Linked DNA regions of Mus musculus: regions 2 and 3 are each linked to region 1. The links are chromatin contacts, called in public ChIA-PET and promoter capture Hi-C maps. All regions are on one chromosome and are shown on one strand. The core of a region is the stretch at or near the end of the contact, and the rest is flanking DNA. Distances in the headings are between cores, read along the strand shown.

Evidence for each region. Promoter capture Hi-C pulls out the DNA fragments that hold promoters and counts their contacts. ChIA-PET counts read pairs in DNA pulled down with a chosen protein or histone mark.
Region 2: a contact with region 1 is called in an RNA polymerase II ChIA-PET map of memory CD8 T cells, with 11 read pairs. The contact joins two enhancer-like sites. A contact is called at or near these places in 2 of 39 promoter capture datasets (liver and stem cell-derived epiblast-like cells) and 1 of 115 datasets of contacts at active chromatin or transcription factors (memory CD8 T cells).
Region 3: a promoter capture Hi-C map of liver shows a contact between it and region 1, with 4 times the contacts expected there. The contact joins the promoter of Slc25a12 here to the enhancer-like site in region 1. A contact is called at or near these places in 10 of 39 promoter capture datasets (the 3T3-L1 cell line, frontonasal cranial neural crest, hippocampal neurons and 6 more), 3 of 484 Hi-C or Micro-C datasets (bone marrow-derived macrophages, cortical neurons and liver), 6 of 115 datasets of contacts at active chromatin or transcription factors (the NIH/3T3 cell line, astrocytes, embryonic forebrain and 3 more) and 1 of 9 other capture datasets (liver).

What each region holds. Positions count from the first base shown.
Region 1 is chr2:71,812,191-71,816,109 of GRCm38.p6, forward strand. The region is part of intron 1 of Itga6 (integrin alpha 6); the gene reads left to right. Among named protein-coding and RNA genes, the nearest start is that of Itga6, 27 kb to the left of the region's middle. Within about 2 kb of position 2,016, at least 203 of the 459 cell types and tissues checked have an H3K27ac peak or open chromatin away from gene starts, as enhancers often do. A contact at or near this core is called in astrocytes, bone marrow-derived macrophages, liver and 5 more, where this site is marked.
Region 2 is chr2:72,136,207-72,140,035 of GRCm38.p6, forward strand. It overlaps Rapgef4 (Rap guanine nucleotide exchange factor (GEF) 4), which reads left to right. Exons shown (of 31, transcript NM_001204165.1): 5 at 1,036-1,108. Among named protein-coding and RNA genes, the nearest start is that of Gm29940, 83 kb to the left of the region's middle. Within about 2 kb of position 1,650, at least 29 of the 459 cell types and tissues checked have an H3K27ac peak or open chromatin away from gene starts, as enhancers often do. A contact at or near this core is called in memory CD8 T cells, where this site is marked.
Region 3 is chr2:71,366,136-71,369,914 of GRCm38.p6, forward strand. It overlaps Slc25a12 (solute carrier family 25 (mitochondrial carrier, Aralar), member 12), which reads right to left and starts at 1,620. Exons shown (of 18, transcript NM_172436.4): 1 at 1,378-1,620; 2 at 392-445. The coding sequence starts at 1,389.

The sequences.
Region 1 (3,919 bases), core at 766-3,265:
ACCCTGTCTCTGGGAGAGGGAGAGAGACACACAGACAGACAGACAGACAGATGTCTCTGAGAGAGAGGGACATACACACAGAGACAGAGAGACAGAGTCTTGAGAGTATGGCAGCAGCAGAGAGACAGTGGCATACCTGCAGCCCTGGTCCTTGGAGTTGACTTGGTGCCCACAGAGCAGTAATGCACACAGAGCACCTGGTTCCCTTACTAAACCCGTCTGGGCAGCCAGGCGCCCAGCCCTTCCTGTGAGGAACCGGGAGGAAGCTTTGGATTTATACAAAAGCCAGATTTTGGCACGCGTTTTGAGGGGTTGGTTGAAATGGGCTATTCTTCCAGAACCTACAAGCACCTGGCAGCTCAAGAATCAATGTGTGCCTAGCATTTAACCTACACCATGACCTAAAATGACTTAGATTAGAAGTAGACGGTTGTCCCCGGTGTCCTTGTTTGCATACTGGTCTAGTTTTGCTCATTTATTTGTTCTTCACAGACATAGCTTGAACTAATGGACTGTGACTGTATATAAAGCTGATTCCAAGTGAGATTAAGAGCCTTTTTGCTAATCTCTGAACCAGGGTAACTGTGAGAAATGGGTCCCCAATGGTTGCTGAGTGTTGGGGTGACTTTATTCATCTGTTTCTGGGACCTGCCGTTGTATTGGATTAGCTCGCAGTATAGCCTTGAAATGCAGAGTGGTGCAACAGGCGCCCTCTGCTGGCAGGCCATTCCCTTTTGTAGCCACCCACTCCTGCAGCCGGTGTGGATCCTCTTCCCTCCCTCCCAGAAGGTATCTGAAATGGAAACAGGATGCTTAAGAAGCCGTGTGGGCAGAGTCTGGGGTAGGCACCCTTTCAACTGGCATTATCCTTTATAGATGTATGCCTCTTAACATTGTCTTTATGCCTGACAACCTGGCTCCTTCCTTTATTCTATGCAGTCCGCCACTTCCTTCTCTGTCCAATGCCTGTGCCCCACCGGGGATGGAGGAGAGAAGGGTTGGAGAAAGCCCTTGGCTCTGAAGACCTGTGGCTGTGCATGGAGTAACCTCCACAGTCTGTTATTGTTTAAACGTGTGTGTGTGTGTGTGTGTGTGTGTGTGTGTGTGCGTGCGTGCGCGAGAGAGAGAGAGAGAGAGAGAGAGAGAGAGAGAGAGAGCCCGCGTGCACGCCCCCCCCCCCCCCCCCGCCCGCGGAAGCCAGAAAAGGGCTTTGGAGTTATAGGCATTAGACTTGATGATGCTGGACTCCGAACTTTGCTCCTCTGGGAAAGAACAGGCAGGTGCACTAACCACTGAGTCATCCCTCCAGCCTCTGCACAGCTTGTTCATGTTGCTGGAAACCTTTGAAGTGCCTATCCCATGTAGGGACCCAGAAAGGCTCAAGAGATGGCTGCATCCTTAGGCTCTGCGGGCCTCCTCTCCTACCTCTCTCCCCTGAGCCTGTCTTCTCACCAGGCTGTCTGTCCATCTTCAACTCCACTTACCAAATCACCAGACTCCAGTCTCCTACGGCGGCTATCTCAGTGCTTCTTAACTTGTGGGTCGTGACCCCTTCAGGGGTCAAACAACCCTTTCTTTCACTAGGTTCAAATATCAGATATTTACATTATGTTTCATAACAGTAGCAGAATTACAGTTATGAAGTAGCAACAAAGATAATGTTATGGTTGGGGGTCACCATAACATGAGGAACCGTACTAAAGGGTGGTGGCATTAGGAGTGTTGAGACCCACTGCTCTAGCTCCTCCCTTGGAAGCAAAGCCAGTCTTGCCTGTTCTCTGCTGTCCCTCCTAGGTCTCTTCTGCTGTCATTTCCTGGTAGCACTCTCTCTACAAAGCACTTGCCCTCTCCCTCCCAGTCCTTTTCTGAGCTAGCTACTTCTGGATCAGGTGGAGCCACACTGGAGTTTTAGGAGATGGAAGCTACCTGGGAGGCCGTCCCTTATGCATCCTGGGGCAGTACTTGTTGAAGCAGTAATTGGCTGTAGGAGGAGCTTGGTAAACAGGAAGTAGCCTGCCACCCTTAGCAGCCTCCTTGGGTGTGTGTAAGAGGAAGTGGTTAGAGGAGGGAAAGCTGTCTAGGCTGTCGGAGCTGCCCTTTGAGTCTCCTCTTGGCAGTTGGTTACCTTTACCCACCATTGGGCCTGGGTTCTTTTTCCCTTCGCCTGCTGGGAGTCAGACTTAAATCTGTCAGTATGCCAGTGGTTTTTATTTCAGTGTGTCATTGTTATAGGCTGGCTTTTGTGCTAAACGTTTTAGTTGTTCAGTTTTGTTTCTTGGGGAGCATTCATTACGCAGGGACAGGGACACTGTTTCTAGGTAATCTTTGTCCTGCCTGGCACCTGGCTGTGAGGTCCAGAGGCCTCATAATTAATCTCTGTCAAGGCCTCGATTTCCTATCAAATGGGAGGGTGCAGGCTCCTTAGCTTCTGTTTACTCATGGTTCAGCTCATTGTTTGTTTCTCTAGCCACCCCAGCACAGGGTCCATCCCACATCTGCCAAGCATCAAAACCCATTCTCTGCACATTCTAGGCCACCTCGTCTCTCAGGTATTGTGAGCTCCTGCAGGGACAGTGTTACTTGGATACCTGGTGGGCCTATGCAGACCCCTGCACCCTGGCTTCTCTATACCCCCTATTGATTGATAAATTTGGGGACCCGGGGGGCAATTGCTTCCCTAAGTCTCCACTTCAGTTCCGTTGCTTTGGTGTGTGCGGGTTCATCATTTCCAATGTAGACTTGGAACTAGAAGTGGGCAGTGCGAACTGCCTCAGGTGAGGAGATGGGTTATCTGTCTGGTAGGAAGGGCAGCCACTGTCCCCATGGAAGCCATCGTCATGCTCCTGTTTCTCCTGGGCAGATGTGATCCCCTTCCCCCTGTTGCACCTGCAGCAGCATAGCCGTTAGTGTATTTACTTTTTAACTGGGATCCATCCCAGCAAGGAAGAGGTAGTGGGGATGTTAGCTAGAGTTGGTTTTTGTTGTTCATTTTGCACCTGACCCTGCAGGCTTCCCAGTGCACTTTGCTGATGTTAGCTAGCGTTGGTTTTTGTTGTTCCTTTTGCACCTGACCCTGCAGGCTTCCCAGTGCACTTTGCTCCCTTCAGAGGGTTTATTGTTTGTTCCCAGCTGGCTTTCCATCTCCAGCCCATACCTCAAAGCTCTGGTTTCCACTTCTCTGTGTGGTCCGGTGTGTGTTCTTTCTTTCTGTCTCTTGTATTGTTTGTTTCTTACCCTAGAGGTTGTAAACCACGTGACCAGCCAGCCCCTCTGCTAATGAAGTGAAAGCTCTCCGCTGCCTGCCGATCATGAGTTGGGATTAGGAGCCACTCCTTGGGGAAAGTCTGGGGTGGAGAGAAGAGGAATGTCCCACCCACAGCTGCCACTTCATTTCTCAGCCTTTGTGGGAGACTGGTTGATATGGGGGAGCTTGTATCATGTACCCATGAGACAGAACATCACGTGTTGCACTTTAAATAGATGGAGATTCTCCTTGTCAACTATATCCTCAATAGAGCTGAAGAAAAAGAAAAAGGGAAGAGATTAATTGTGACATGGGCAAGAGTTGGATTCTTAATCTGTAGATACAGTGTTGCAAAGCTAGGTGTAGTCAAAGTGTTCCCTGGAGGATACCTGTCTTAGTCAGGGTTTCTATTCCTGCCCAAAACATTACGACCAAGAAGCAAGTTGGGGAGGAAAGGGTTTATTCGGCTTACACTTCCATACTGCTGTTGATCACCAAGGAAGTCAGGACTGGAACTCAAGCAGGTCAGGAAGCAGGAGCTGATGCAGAGGCCATGGAGGGATGTTCCTTCCTGGCTTGCTTCCCCTGGTTTATTCTGCCTGCTCTCTTATAGAACCCAAGACTACCAGCCCAGAGATGGCACCACCCACAAGGGGCCTTTCCCCCTTGATCACT
Region 2 (3,829 bases), core at 400-2,899, 320 kb after region 1:
AAAAGGGGGGTGGGAGGAGCTAGTCATATCTTGGTTAGAAGGCTCTTTAGAGAAAGTACCATGACAACACTGTTAAAATGGACCAGATGGTTACTGGGTACCACGTGTCACCAGCTGCCCATTGCTACAGATGAAGTCTTTCTGCTGGTGTTTGTATGACACACATGAATCGGGAGCTGGCTCTTTTGATGCTGTTTAACATTTACGTGCATGTATGTGTGTCACTGTGATTACAAACCATAAATATACATGATACCACACAATCAGTAAAATTACCCACGTTTCATTGTGCAAGGGAGGAAGCTGCATTTATTGCCTGAGAGCGTTCACCTTTCATTCATTGTAAATGCCCCTCCTTTCTAGCCTGATGCTCAAAACCTTATCCCTCCCACACAACACAGACACTAATCACATACATCCCGGAGCCCCAAGTTTCAGAGCATGCCTGGACCAAAAGCCAGGGGAAGACAATCCAGGAGCGTCTAAATTAAGCCAGATGGTTTTTATTTGACAATGTAACAAAAGTGCTCTGGAGGGGTCACATAGCAGGCAGGTGTGCCCTATGAAAGGAAGGAGGCAAACAGCAGCCAGTCGGGCTTCTTTCATAGAGACAGGTTCCAGGAGCCGCTGAGCATTTCTTTTGGCTTTGAAAGAGGCTGATTCGGAGGCATTCACCTCAGAGGAGGTAGGCAGCAAGGTTACTGTGATCTGAGCCTGTAAACACTCAGCACTGCTTCTCAGGTGCCTGAGTGTACAGGGTGTGGAGAGGTAGGAACCCCTTCACTCCATCTCTACAAATGCATACCATGTAAATGAAGCAGCTGAGTGGAGCCCTGCCCTGGGCAGAGGAAACACACAGTCTCACCTAGGAAGCCCCTCCCTGAACCCCACATCTTTAGTTTAAACCCAGAGCCCCAGAGAGCATACTTCCTGGCTCTATAAATAAGAGCCTCAGATACCCAGGGTCTCTGTTCTTTCACATGTAAATAAAGGAACAAAGCTGACTTCTCAATCTTGTCTGATTTTATCTTGCAGAAATACCGACAGTATATGGCCGGACTTCTGGCTCCTCCCTATGGTGTTATGGAAACGGGCTCTAACAATGACAGTAAGTGAAATGTGAATGTTTTGTGTCTGAAGATTTGTTGTGTGCTATGTGTTTTCATGTAACAACAACAACAAAATGTTGTACACCAGCATGACAAAGGAGGCACCCTGACTCTGGTGTAAGAGTCCAGCAGCTCACACTGGAGCTAATACACACGTGGTCTGAGCTGTGGGGTATTCACTAGTAGCAAGTGCCGGCTCTGGTGCAGGCTGGGAATTCCACATACTGGACATCCACATGCTTGGAGCATTTCTGTGTCCTTTTCAAAATAGGTTCCTGAGCTGTGTTTGACTCGGCACATGTGGAGTCTGGAACCCAGGAACCCACCTCCAGTTCAGTTTAGCTCCATTGGCCTTAGAGAGAAGCTTAAGTCATTTGCTCTTGTTAAATGACCCCTACCAGTCTGAGGCTTTTGTTAGGTGCTAGGTGCTCTACCACACAGGAAGGTGATGGCCAGCTTAACTTTGGTACTCATGACACAAATGTAAGTGTAGCTAAGTGGTGTGTGGTAGACACCTTCGATGTAAGCCAGCAGAAAACCGAGCTCCTATGAGAGACCCACATCTGGCTGAGGTTTAAAAATAGTGGTAGGGTGAGTCGTGTGGTACTTTCTAAAAGGTTGATTTTATTTTGATGTATGTGTCTGTGCACATGCATGCAGGTTCCCTTAGTGGCCACAGAGGGCATCAGATTCCTTGAAGCAGTTGTGAGACATCTGACATGGGTGCTAGGAACTGTTCCAGTCCTCTGGCAAAACAGTACATGATCTTAACTATTGAGCCACCTCTTCAGTCCTCTTTCCTCCATCCCACCATCCCTCTTCCAGGTGCCTGTGAGTGTGCGTGGAGTATTTGAACTTGTGGCACTTGGATGGGCAGCTATGGGCGTGGCAGTGAGCGTCATCCCCTCTCCCTTTCTCCTCCAAGGTCACTATCATTCCTGACTTGTTAGTTTCTGCAGGGCTACCTCCTTGCTTGTCTTGAATCTTCAAGATTTCTCACTTCTACCCTACAGTTTTGATGCCACTGCCTTTCTCTATAGCCCCTCCCACCTCCCCACATCTGCCTCCCCAAAAAGGGAGTTGGAAAGAGGGAGGCCAGTCCTCCCTCCCTCCCTCCCTCCCTCCCTCCCTCCCTCCCTTCCTTCCTTCCTTCCTTCCTTCCTTCCTTCCTTCCTTCCTTCCTTCCTTCCTTCTTCCCTCTCTCCCTCCCTTCCTCCCTTCCTTCCTTCCTTCTTCCCTCCTCCCCTCCCTCCCTCCCTCCCTTTCTTCCTTCCTTCCTTCCTTTTTTCTCTCCTTCTCCTCAGTTCCCTTTCTTCTCCCTCTTGGCTAAGCTAGGAATAACCAGTTCTCTTAGGAATGCCCGAGTTTAAAAAAAAAATCAACCATGCTGTCTCCTAGCTATGACCACAGGCAAACCACTGATGTCTTGTGCCTCAGTTTCCTTATAGGGTTGTTGTATTAAATGAATCAAAATGTGTCACGAGTCTAAAAGAGTGCCAGGCACAAAATAATCTCACATAATGTATTAGCTATTATGTTCTCATCCATAGCCACTTACTTAGCCCCACGAAGTCTGGCTTCTGCCCAGGACTTTAAATGAATTCCTCCACAGTTAAAGTCACCAATAGACTTGGTGGCTCCCATTGCTCTTATTAATTTAATAACTTTCTGGCCCTGCTCTTCTCTCTGGAAACTGGGGGACTTGTCGTGTGGTCTTTGTTTTCTGGCATTATTCTCCACACTTGGAAGTCTGGACTCATTAACAGCCCCTTTACCATCTCCTAAAAGCTAAGGAGCCTGGACTTGGTGCTCTCTCTGCCTCTCTCCCTGTATCCCTCCCTCTCTTCACACTGTCTTCCTGCACACCTGAGACTAGCCTAACTTGCAGTCTTCCTGCCTCAGCCTCCTCAGTATCTAGGATTACGTGTATACATCCCCACACAGCTAGGAGGCCTTTTTGAAAACATAGGCTTTTCCATATGTATTCAGAACTTCAACTAGATAAAACAGCTGCCATCATTTCCCTTAAAAACATCCATCTAGCCAATATTCAGATTTCCCAAACTTAATATCTTTATTATAATTACTCAATTGGACCTAGTCAAGTGGCAGCCTTTTAAAAAATAATTATTATTTATTACATTTGCTCGTTCATTTGTTTATTCTGTGAATGTTTGCCTAAGTATACACCATACCATATGCATGGAAATCAGAGGAAAATTGGGATTGGACTCAGGTCAAGCTTGTAGCAAGTGTTTTTACCTGTTGAGCTATCTCACCACCTCCTCCCTATTTTTTGGGATAGAGTCTTACTAAGGACCCCAGGCTAGCCTCAAACTCCTGACCATCCTGGCTCAGCCTTCTGATTCTAGGATTATGAGTGCATAATACCAATTGTCTTTAATTTCAAAAGCTCTCTTTTCCTCCTTCTTGCTATTCTTATCTCTCTGTTGTGCAAAGCCTTTCAATGATTGTCCCTTTCATGGAAGCAGCCCAAGAACCTTCGCACCTTAGCCAAACTGTCAAGACCCACATGGCTGAAAAATCACCTTTTGTAGTAGCTTCTAAAGGTAGATTAAGGTCCAGCTGTCGTTATGTAGCGATCTGTGTGATGGTACCTTCTACTTACTGAAACAAGTCAGGGAGTCAGGCTGCTATACCCTGGCTCTCCTCTGGCAGTCCTGGTCAGATAGTTTTCTCAGTGGGTGGGTGCAGAATGA
Region 3 (3,779 bases), core at 370-2,869, 450 kb before region 1:
AGGAAAATTTTATAAGTCATCCTAAGTCATGCAAACAAAAAGAGCAACTCCAGGAAAACCTCATATCAATCCCCAATAGAAAGAAAAATTTTCCAATCCGTTCTTACTAAGAGTACAAACGGCCGGGTATAGAGCCAATCGCAGCCCTCAGGAGGCAGAGGCAGGTAGATCCTCCGAGTTCCAGGACAGCCTGGTCTACAAAGCAAGTTCCAGGACAGCCAGAGCTACACAAGGAAAATCTGTCTCAAAAAAAAACCAAAACAAACCAAGTACAAAGGACATCCTCCACTCATGTTTGTGAGAAGAGCATTTCTCAAAGTTAGAGAGCTTAAAGAGGAATAACGATCATGTTCTTCCCATTCTTTCCCTGATGTAAAATTCTTTCACTTACCTGGAGGAATATGTTTCTCAGCTCATGAGGATCACCTCGTTTGGTTGTATGCACCTGAGGGGGGGGGGGGAATGACTGGTTAATGCTTAGCTAGAAACCACATAATCTCTTTAGATTATAGTTTACATCTGCTAACAACTCATTTATCTTTCATAAGGTCATTTAGTCTAAAAACAAACCCAAAGCTTAATTGCTGATAACACCTGTCAAACCGGAGATCTACGGCTAAGGGGTGGGAGAAAAGGGTGTGAATAGTGCAAGATAGAGCAAATTACAGACGGCACTTCCTGTGAACTGGAAAGGGAAACCAATGTAATCGTTTACTTTATTCCACAACTACTAGCAATACAGTAGCAACCACCAAGCTACAAATCCTGAGAGCCTCAAGAGAGGAGCAACAGGAGATGTAAAACAGCCAAATTAATAGCCGGGCCTAGCAGCCTTTCTTGTGGAAAGCAGAAACAGTACATCGTCATCTTGGCGACCCTTTCTCCATCTGACCTAAACCTTGAGAGCTGCCACAATACGGATACTTTCGACATCTGACAACCTGCCAGGCAAATGTCAACCAGTGCCCTGGGCTGTATTGTGGCCCCAAATGACAACACCCACCCCCTCCCCCACCGCGGATGCCCTGGGTATCCCCGGTTCTCCTGCCCGCTGACTCTCAGTCCCTCTCTGATGCTCTCCAACTCTGTGCTCGCAATCCCATGTACCTAGGACAAAACACTACTCTTTTCCTCCTCCCGACCATGGTCCTCAGGAGCCCCTCCAACTCACGATCCCTCCTCCTTCCCCTCCCCCAGCCGGGCATCCTCTTCGCTCCGGTCCAAGCCCAGCACAGCTCTCCACCCGCAATCTAGAGCCCCGGGACGCACTGGCTAAGAACCAGGCAAAGAAAGCAACGGAAAGAGGCGGGGGGCTGCACTCGGGGCCCTTGGAACGTCTCTTATGCAATAAAAGCAGCAGCAGAGAGTTGGAGTCACCTTGACCGCCATGCTGTGCTCGGAAGCCGGGAACGAGCGAGTGAGCGAGCTGGGCCGAGCTGTCAGGGCGCGCGCGCGCCACGGCCCGGGGCCGCGCCCGCGCTCCCTCCTGTCGCAGCGCCGCGCCCGTCTATATGCAAATGAGCTAGAGCGCGTCGGTGGTGCGCACCGAGTGGCCTTGGTTGATCCATCAGCGGGCCGGCGGGGCAGTCGCACCTCTTGCGGGGGACACCAGAGCTCCGGTCGCCGGATTCCAACGCGCAGTGTGAGCAGAGGCTCCTCTGGGCCAGCCCCAAGTCCCAAGGCCTGGCAGTGGGTGTGGCTTTGGGCACCGGCTTCAGCCAAAGTCGGTTCCCTCTTGGGGCTTAAAGGAACACTTGGGGCCTGTATTGAGCAAGGTTGGAAGCATATGAGAGCTTGTCCCATTAATAATGAGTTTATGACAACCAGTGACAAATATTGATAAGGAAAATGATTAGTTAGGTTTTTTAAAGGGAAAACCTAAGTAAACATAACTTCAGAAATATGCTCCTGAATTAACATTCCTTGGGATATCCCTAATGGTTTATTAATAGATTCGCTTCACTCTCTTAACCACCCAAATTCTTTGTACAATGTATATAGAAAACAACTTTATTTATCTTGGAGCTGGTACTTGCTATGCTGACTTTCTCTTCTACAGGAAACAATTCCTCTGTGAATTCCCAGCCCTGCCTTAAGCTAAATTAATGTCTCTAAAACTGAGGCTTGCCATTAAGATATGTGAGGGCCAGGCAAGTAGCTTAAGTTGCTGGAGTGCCTAACTAACATGCTGGAAGTCCCGGGTTCTATGCCCAGTAGCACATAAACTCTATCTTGGCGAAGTAGTATCCGACTGTAATCCCCAGGCTTGAGAAATGGAGGCAGGATAATCGGAATGTCATCCTCGGCTGCATAAGAGTTAGAGGCCAGCCTGGATGCATAAGACGCGTCTTCAAAGAAAAGAAAAACGAAAGGAATAGAGGAGAAGTAAGAAAGGGGAAGGGAGGGAGGCGGGGGGGGGGGGGTGTGTGGAGGGGGAAGAGGGGTGCGGATCCGAGGTGATAGCTCAGTCTGAGGCTCCTCAGAACTCATTAAAGGTAGAAAGATAATCAACACCTATTTTCCACATTTCATCTAAGCACTAAGGTGAATAAAATTAAAAATTGTTAAAAAAAAAAAAAGAAGGGGAGAAAAGATCCTATTAGTTCTCATATTGATATTCACCCAAATATTTACTAAAATCCTCCATGTGCTAGACATGGTCCTATTTGTAAAGTGTGGATATAAATACACATATATGCATATGAAGTATGTGTATAAGTAGTTATTTATTGCAAAGACCTTCTTTGCCACCATTATCATAGACCATTTTAAGTTATAAAACTAAATAGCAATCCTACATATTGTAGATATCATACCCTTGGCTCAATCATACTTAAATGTTGCAATATTTGATTATCCCTGGGTTATTACAAGAAAATTTGTAACAAGCTGATGATGTCTCCTGTAGTAGTATATTGCCTTTATTCCCACCCACCAGTTATAGGCTTCGTGTGCTCACTTTTCAATATCTTTGAGACCAGGCAAGGGGATAAGTCTTTTTAAAAGAAACATGGTTGACTTGTTTAAAACTGATCATTAGTGCACTCGACATGGGTTTTGTGAGAGGGAAGGAAGTGATGAGATTTCTTGTCATTATAGTATTAAAATTAAATCTACTTAATTCATAAAATCATATACATGCCATGAATACTTGTGTCTATCAATAAATATGTGCTATTTGAAAATATCAGAGCCCAGTAAAAGCCAGACATTTAGCGATTGTGTTTACCCAGGACCTCAACCATATTTGGTTTTTTTTTTTTTTTTTTTTTTTTGGTTATTGTTTAGTTGGTTGCCTTTTGTTTATTTGTTTTGAGACAGGGTTTCTCTGTGTAGCCCTGGCTGTCCTGGAACTTGCTCTGTGGGCCAGGGTACCCTCAAACTCACAGAGACCCACCTTGCCTCTCTATCCAGAGTGTTGGGATTAAGGGGAGCATAACTACATCCAACTACTATTTTCTTTCTTTCTTTCTTTTTAAGATTTTATTTATTTATTTTATGTATATGAGTAAAGTAGCTGTCTCCACACATACCAGATAAGGGGATTGGATCCCATTACAGATGGTTGTGAGCCATAATGTTGTTGCTAATTGAACTCAGGACCTCTGGAAGAGCAGTCAGTGCTCTTAGCCACTGAGCCATCTCTCCAGCCCTTATTTTCTTTCTTAAGTGAGACATGCTCCTTTAAATTAAAAAAGGGGGGGGGGGGGCGTAAATAGTGATGGAAAACCAGGTTCCCATATGTGAGTGACTGCTGGGCCTTTATCTTTTGCCATGCA